Regions from separate parts of the Mus musculus genome. Here all the other regions are linked to region 1. Evidence: chromatin contacts called from public HiChIP or PLAC-seq and promoter capture Hi-C data. All regions are on one chromosome and are shown on one strand. The core of a region is the stretch at or near the end of the contact, and the rest is flanking DNA. Distances in the headings are between cores, read along the strand shown.

The links. Promoter capture Hi-C pulls out the DNA fragments that hold promoters and counts their contacts. HiChIP or PLAC-seq counts read pairs in DNA pulled down with a chosen protein or histone mark.
Region 2: an H3K27ac HiChIP or PLAC-seq map of embryonic stem cells shows a contact between it and region 1, with 6 times the contacts expected there. The contact joins the promoter of Slc2a12 here to the promoter of Eya4 in region 1. A contact is called at or near these places in 7 of 39 promoter capture datasets (embryonic stem cells, hippocampal neurons, liver and 3 more) and 1 of 115 datasets of contacts at active chromatin or transcription factors (embryonic stem cells).
Region 3: a promoter capture Hi-C map of embryonic stem cells shows a contact between it and region 1, with 4 times the contacts expected there. The contact joins the promoter of Moxd1 here to the promoter of Eya4 in region 1. A contact is called at or near these places in 3 of 39 promoter capture datasets (embryonic stem cells, hippocampal neurons and stem cell-derived epiblast-like cells).

The regions. Positions count from the first base shown.
Region 1 is chr10:23,348,472-23,351,171 of GRCm38.p6, forward strand. It overlaps Eya4 (EYA transcriptional coactivator and phosphatase 4), which reads right to left and starts at 1,419. Exons shown (of 19, transcript NM_001347372.1): 1 at 1,291-1,419.
Region 2 is chr10:22,643,584-22,646,283 of GRCm38.p6, forward strand. It overlaps Slc2a12 (solute carrier family 2 (facilitated glucose transporter), member 12), which reads left to right and starts at 1,428. Exons shown (of 5, transcript NM_178934.4): 1 at 1,428-1,730. The coding sequence starts at 1,616.
Region 3 is chr10:24,222,267-24,224,966 of GRCm38.p6, forward strand. Moxd1 (monooxygenase, DBH-like 1) reads left to right here and starts at 1,251. Exons shown (of 12, transcript NM_021509.5): 1 at 1,251-1,601. The coding sequence starts at 1,338.

The DNA of each region.
Region 1 (2,700 bases), core at 169-2,668:
CGGAGGTGCCCCACGTGTAGCTGCGCAGAAACCAAAACACACGCCACGCGCTTGGTGAGCCGCCACCTAGGTTGTCCCCGCGCGGGGATGCGCGCCTTCCACGGGGGCCCTCGAGTTCAGGAGGCTCCCTGAATGGTCCCTGCGTTGTCCGGGAGAAAAGGAGAAGGCCACGCCGATCCCACCCAAACCGCAAACCCCGTTAGTCTCCCAGGAACTTGAAAGATGTGAGCTGAGGCGCTAACATCCCAAACAAGGGGACGGTGGCAAAAATCAAACTGCACTCCCTTAGTTTTGCCACCGCTCTGCCACCAGGCTCAGTCAAAACCTCCTTGTTTCTTTCAGAGAGATTGCGAATCTCGAATACAAAGAAAAAAGGAAAAGAATTTAGTGCTAATAGAAAAATAAAATGAAAAGTTTGGGGTTGCTGTGGCTTGCAAAACGAAACGGGCTCACACAGTCTGTCTCCCAGTCACAGATGACCAAGCTCTACAAGCGTTTAGAGTGCCAAGGCCACCCCAGATCCAGTGAGCTCTGAGAGAAACCTGCTCGCCCCAGCCTGGTCCTTGGCTTTGGAGAAGTTAGAATTGCTCCTCAGCATCCGCTCCTGGAGCCAATGAACGCGACTCCTCTGACAAGGCGCCTCTAATTTCACAGACCCTGGCACACTGCAAGAGACATTCGTCCACGCCACGTAAAAACCATTAAAGTGACCCCCCCCCCCTGTTTAGACTGCGACCGGTACCTGGAGACCAGGGCTTGGCCTCTGGGTACACGCGCTCCCGGCCTCACGCAAACCCAGGCGCCCACGGCTCTCCAAGGGACACTGAGTGAGGCAGCACCCTTACTCCACGTAGCAGGTCATCACAAAGTATTAAATGTCACCGGGTGGGAGTGGGAAGAGTCTGGTGTAAGCTTCCCGGGCGACAGGGAACAGGGTGCAGGCAGGTAGGATCCGCACCCGGGGACGACGCGAGACTCACTCAGGTCCTGTGGCGCTAGACAAGAGGGGTTACTGGGGACCAGGTCGTTGAGGGTCTTCCTGGGCGAGCGTACCACTGAGGTCCTAGGGACCCTGGCCATGGGACACTGCTGTTGGATCATCGGGGAGAACTCCGAGGCTCACACACTCTCCCTGCGCGCGACCTCCATCCCCAGATCCCCATTCACGCACTACAAAGTGTCTAGCTAGCACTTTCTAGGGGACAGTTTGGGGGAATCATCCAAATCTGGACACACCTCCCCCCTCCATTGGACTTCAAAAACCGGGTCGGATGAAGAGAGGACACTCACCTCTGGCGGCCCGGACCGCCTTGGACTCCCGAAGTTCAATTGTCTGTCCCAGCCAGTGATCTGCGGGTCCGATCTACGTATTTACTCGCTTTCCTTCCAGTGTCTAAGTTTTCCCTTCGCGCTGTGTCTCTGGTAAAAACAGGACATCCCTTTCGGCCACCCCCAACAAATAGCTTACACAAGTGGGGGAGAAACAGGGCGGGGTGGGGGAGCCGGCTGCGAGGGGGGGGGGGGGAGGACGAAAGGAGCCGAACCAAAGTCCGAGCAGCCGAGCGGCGTTAGCGAGCAGAAGAAAAGAGAAAGCGCGCGCGCGCCGGGTGGCCGGGCGTCCCTCCGCAGGTCCCCGCCGCTCAGTCCCCTCTCTAGGGCGCCGACCGGGAAAGGTTTGCGCGCAAGCCGGGAGCCGCCGGAGCGTGCGCCGCGCCGCGGGCAGCCTCTCCCTAGCGCGCGGAGCTGGAGCCTAGAGGCAGGAGGCGGGATGTGGGGGGGTTGGGGGGGGACGTCGCCGCCTGCGTCCTGGGGCTAGGGTGGCCGCTGGGGGCCTCCCGGCAGGCCGCCGGAAGAGCAGGAGATCTTGGCGGGCGCAGAAGCCCTCTCTTTTTATTCGATCTCTGGAAACTGCCTGTTATCATCGGCTTTTTTTTTCTTTTTTGAGGTCTCGCGTGGGGGGACCTCCGGGGCTCCCCGGCTCTGCGCGTCTCTGGTGGCGCCGCGGTAATCTCCGCGCCCTCTGCGCCGCCTCACCCCGCCCCCACCCCGCCTGGCGCTGGCCACCGAGGCCTTTAGACTGAAGGGACCAGCCCGCCACCGGGCTCCTCGGTCCCCCACCTGCTTCTGGGCGGCGGTCCCCTAACTACCCTGTGCGAGCTACAGGCCCTCAGTCGGACTCCTTGCCACTTACCCCAAGAGAGGAGGCAGAAGGGACTCTAGTCCACTTGCAACAAAGTTAAACGCCAACTGACACCAGCCCAAAGCTTGCTCTGGATTTAGGAAAGAGCTTTTTCCTGGAGATGGAAGCGATGAAGGAGTTAGCAGCGTGCAGACGGGCAGCACTGGGAAGTGCCTGGGCCCCTTCCAGGCCGGGCGCAGCTATAGGCGCCCCTCCCAGGCGCCCAAAGGTCAGACTGCAGTGACTTCCAAAGGCCAGTCAGAACTGCTCAGGGCACACTGCTGAAATGGCATTTTGAGCCTATGCCTTCTGTTGATGTCTTTTGTACCTACATTGGATTTCATATTTCACAGACAAATATAAATATCACACTCTTGGACCAAAGCAAAGACAATCCCCAAATATTACTCCCATATAACCCCACCTTTCCCTAAAGCCCATTGTCTCCATCAGTAACATCTGTCCTGATACTTTGATAATGTGTATCAACTCATTTTGAATTTATTGTCAGTTGCTGTACT
Region 2 (2,700 bases), core at 178-2,677, 700 kb before region 1:
GGGATTCTTCCTAGAATGACCGGCACAAACATCAGGTGTGTAGCCAATGCTCGTTGCATACTAAATAAATTATAGTTGAATCTGTTTCCATGTCTTTCCTAAAGCATAATACAGCAATGCCTAGGGAAGAGGTGTTCAAATGATGCTAATGAAAAACCTAGTGATGACGCAAAGTGTGTGCAAAATAAGTAAACACAGGTCACTGCTTAGACAAGTGCAGACCTGCTTTCCCTCACAGAGGAATGGCTAGTATGAGAATCTGTGTTTCCTGGCATCTCTTAAGGTTGAGGAGAACTAAAGAGTGTTGGACAGGGCTGGAATGTTAGAACTCCGGAGAATTACCGTCCACCCCTGACCAGCTCTGAAGAGTTCGAGAGCACTGGGTGTATTTGTTTGTTTGGTGCAGCTCTGGCACTCTGAATCCAGGACCTTGTGTGTAGTAGGCTCTACCACTGAGCCACAGCCTGCTCTACAAAGCTTAGGCAAGCTACTTTAGCTCCCATTTTCTCTAACGCGCTTTATTTGGGAAAAGAATCGCTCGAGGTCACACAACCAGCATTGATTTCTGTCTTATAAAGTACTTCATACGTTTAAGTTTTTACCCCAGTGGTTTCTAAGGTGATGTCACAGTTTTCTCAGTGGATATGATTTGCTAAGGACAGAACGGATGGTAAAATATGTCAGTCTGTCTGATTGTTTATGTAAGTACACATTCATAGACCAGTAAAACACCCCTCCCTCTGGTGCCCTGATTTGTTTCATGTTACAACAGCTCCAGTCATCTCTGAATACCGAGTGTCCTCCCGCCAGCCAAGCCAGCGAGCAACCTGACAGAAGATCCTCTGTTTGCCTCGCTTTCAGGTCAACTGTGCATTTTTAAAAGGACTATCTTGCTATAAACTCAGGCTAGAAAGTGTCTAAAGAATCCATGCGACTGGAGTTGGGAGCAGGCCTTGATCCGTACCACGGGCCTAGAGAGAAAGCTATGCTAGGCATTTACCTAGACCCAAATCCCGTTGAAACAAACAACTTTTACGCTTTGTTTAAGCTGGTGAGTGTTGTGGCTTTTAGGGCAATAGGCTTGCCCACAAAAGAAATATTAATACTTTTCCTTCTGGTATGTCTTTACATAAAATGTTCCTCTTCGGCGAGATTAACTGATACCATCTGTGAGTATTTGTTCCCTACTCTTGGCTTGCAGACTTGCATTTAAATCTGCATGCTTCTTTTTCTAAGCTGCTTTTCAAATTGCGGGAACACAAGAGCTAGCCCTAGCCGGTGGCCAAACACTGCCTTTGAGTCCCAAGTCTTTTTAACCTCTTGCTTCCAACTCGCATCTAAAGGCAAAACAATCCTGGAGACACGGCCCTCCCCTTGCCTGTGATAGGCTGCTTGGAATAGCAACAGCCTGTGTCACCGAAAAGGGCAAAGCCTTCGGAAATAGAAACAAAGTTGGTTACAAATCACACTGGCTTTGCCCGAAGGTCGCCCCCCCACTCAAACCCCTCCCACTCTTCTTTAGCATGCTGCCCATGGGGACAGTGACCACTGCTGTCAGCGCGGTAGGTCTGGGTGGTCCGGTGGCGAGCGAGAAGCTGTAAGTACTACCGTGACCATGGTACCTGTTGAAAACACAGAGGGCCCCAATCTGCTGAACCAGAAGGGGAGAGAGGCGGAGACCGAAGGCAGCTGTGGAGCCAGCGGCGGAGGGCATCCTGCCTGCGCGGGAGGTAACGTGAGACGGCCGGGCTGGCTCGGGTGACCGCTAGAGGGGACAGTCGTCCCCACGAGCCCCTTCGGACTGTGCGTGTGCGTGGGAGTGCGTGTGCGCGCGCAGCCCGGGAGCGTGTCGTATGTGTGGAAACGGGAATGCAGGGTTCAGTGCGACGCGGAGTGACCCAGAGCCCTACATGCGGGGACCGAAGTCTCCTTGGGACTTTATGTATTGAAACAGGAGCTACTGCAACGATGGGCTACATCAATTTGCTTTACGTAACGCAATGTACACATTCCTCTCTCTTGGAAAGGTGGATCAGAGCCTCAGTTGTGAGCACACACCTTTTTTGCTTATTGTCGCAAACAAACGGTGTGGAACAAGTGGACATTATGAGTTATTCCGTGCCCCTAAACTGCACCCCTGTTTGTCCCTGCTTTCTTGGAAACTTGCCTTTCAAAATGAGATTCGTTGAATACTTTAACTTACCAAAGAGAACTTTAGTAGTTTTTATGGTGTTATCTGTGCTTCACCGAGATGCTTGTCTCGGTGGATTTACAATCCTCCACCTTTTTGTTTGTCCGCTTGTTTGTTTGTTTCTTGGTGCCTCTTTCTATTCATCTCTTTTTCAAGGGACTATATACTAATTGTGGTATGACAAACCCAATACAAATGACCCTCTTCTTCCTCTGCTTAATACTTTCTCATCAGCGCCACATGCTTCAATCATACATTCCATTCCCAAGTGGAATGTTACAAATAGTCGCCAATGCTCAGCGACACAGAAGTTACTCACAGCCTTCCACCTGGGAATGGGTCTACCCAAGGATGTTTATGATTTGGGAACGGAATCCACTAAGCCTCACGCGGAAGTGAAGTGGTCCCACCCCAGAAATGCCTTGCTCCAGGCTTAGGGCCTTAGCCTGATTTTCCTTCCCTCATCTAATGGAGGATGGACACCTGGGGCCATCTTTGACCTCTCTCTT
Region 3 (2,700 bases), core at 1-2,500, 870 kb after region 1:
AGCAAGCTAGCAAGCAGCACCCTTCCGTGGCCTCTAATATCAGCTCCTGCATCCAGGTTTCTTTCCTGCTTGACTTTCTGCCCTGACTTTCTACATGATGAACAGCAATAAGTCCAATAAACCCTTTTATTTTTCCAGCTTGCTTTGTCGTGGTTTCGATTGAAGCAATAGAAACCTTAAGCAATAGAAACATGCGTGCGTGCGTGTGCACGCACGCACGCGCACACACACATCCTATACTGACATCTACATACACTTGGATAGAAATAGTACAGAGAGCAACAGTGTGCTTTATCTATATTCTTATCGGTATTTTGGTCTGTCCTCCCGGTATTTGTTATCCTATTTGGTTTTTGTTTTTGTTTTGTTTGTTTTGTTTTGTTTTTTTTTTAAATCAGACAAGAGTTTGCTTCTGAAATATGGTAAAGTGTATATAAACTAATGAGGAATCTAATGTGCCCTCAGTATGAGTACTGAGCATCTGGAATACAGGAGTGCTGTGTTCAAAGACCAACAAGCCAAGCAAGACTTGAGACTAACAAGACCATGGCCAGAACTTAAAAGGATCAGTGGCGGCAGCGGCTGGAGAGTGAGGGATAAAGGGACTCAGAGGAAAGCTGACCTTGACCTAATCCTCTTCTGTATAGGCAGAAATCATTCCTTCACCACCAAACTGAAGAAATCAAAACCCGACGGAAAGCTAAATCAGCAGGAGAACTAAGAATTGCACCCCCCCCCCTCCCCAGCCCTGCCTCCTCCCAGAAGAGGAAAGACTGAAAGAAGGGAGAAGAAGATGAGGGTGTGCCTTCCTTGCTGGATGAGCAGGCATCACTACGAGCTCCAGTGAGGAAAGTCAAAAGTCAAAAGTTTGCCAGGGATGCAAACTGCGCAGTTTCCATCTGGGGGGTGGGGGTGCTTTCCCTTTCTCTCCTCCGCACCCCAGATTTTCCCAGCTGTCTCTTCCCTCCCATGGTCCCGAGAGGGATGCTTTTCTATCCCATCACTTTCCAATTCCTTTCCTAGGTCCCTCCCAGTCTGCACATCGATTCCTTTTTTTCCCTCCTTTCTTCTACCCGGCTGGGTCCCCTTTTCTCCGCCTCTTCCAGGAAGCTCCTTGCCTTCTTGCCCTCTTAACCCAGACTTCAGGGACAAAATAGGATACACGGTGGCAGCAGGTGGATGCCTGGGGAGAGGCTGGGGAGTCTCCTGGTAGGACCCAGAACCAGCGGGGGCGGGGACAGCGGGCGGGCGCGGCCAGCCCCGGGGCGGTCCCAAGTTGGGCTCCCTGGTCTTCGCCCCCCAGTGGCTGCAGCCCAGGTGCGGCGCGGGACAGGAGGATGTGCGGCTGGCCACTGCTTGTGCTGTGGGCGCTGCTCCCCGCGACGGCTGCGGGAAGCCCGGGCCGCTCGTACCCGCACCGCGTGGTCCTCGATCCCGAAGGCAAGTACTGGCTGCACTGGGGCCGGCAGGGCGAGAGGCTGGCCTTCCGTCTGGAGGTACGCACGAACGGCTACGTGGGCTTCGGCTTCTCGCCCACCGGGAGCATGGCCGCGGCAGACATCGTGGTAGGCGGAGTGGCCCACGGGCGGCCCTACCTCCAGGTAAGCTCGGGTCCCTTCGGGGAGCTCCCTGCGCTGGGATCGCCCTAGAAGGGCGATGGGCAGCGCAGTCCACCCAAAGGTGAGGCTGATACGGGCTCCGTGCAGCAGAGTCCATCTCACCTCCTTTGCCACTTTTTGCCCCAGGGTCATCCGAGCCTGCCCTGGGGTCCCTGCCTGTGTCATTTGCAGTCTTCGCCCGGGGAAGTTTACCTCTTCGGGAAGCTCGCATCCTGGTGCCCCACTTCACCGACCATTGTGCACAGACCACACATTCCCCTCCATCCACCCCATCAAAAAAAAAAAAAAAAAAAAAAACCCACAGCTTTTGAGACCTAACTGGTCGGACCTGTGTGCACTTGCCTGTCTAAGGTTGGGAATCGCAGTCTCCAGTGGTTGGCTTTGGGGGCATCCCAGGAGCAGCACCAACATTTACTAGAGCATGCACGAGATGAATGAAGGGCCCTGAAAACTTGCTTAAGGAAGTTTTGTTATTAACAGCTCTCGAGGAAGCCAGGTTTAGCGACCCATGCACAACCTAGAGTCTCCAAGCAGAGCCCTCTATTCAGGGATAGGTTTTCCGCTTTAATAGGCGACAAATTCATCTGATTCGCTCCCTGCCCATTAGCTCTAGGGGAGAGAGTTCTGGTAGATGCTACCTGATCCAGGCATCTTTATGTGTAGGGAAACGAACAGAATTCTGTAGCTCGACTTCCTGGGTACTGAACTTCATATGGGTCATAGTGGATATACACACTTTCTTACGGGCCAACTCCCATGCAAGAATGCAAACCTTAGCTAAGAAGCCTCAGGAAAACTTCTGAGCAGCATAAGAATGCCCCTTGTGAATTTCAGCGTGTATAGCTCAATACTTCCTCCAGTCTTCTAAGATGGAATTTCACAGCATTCTGACTGAGGGGCTATCGTATTATAGCTTCGGTTCTGACGCTGAAATGTTTGGCTGGAAACAAATTGACAGCAATTCGAATTTTCAAGCCACCCTGCCGTGTGTGTTTACTTCTCCCCAAGTCATCACTTCCTTGCTATCCCCTGTAAGCGCTGTGCACCTCTGCTAGAGTGCAGCCTGCTGACCTCCCTTACA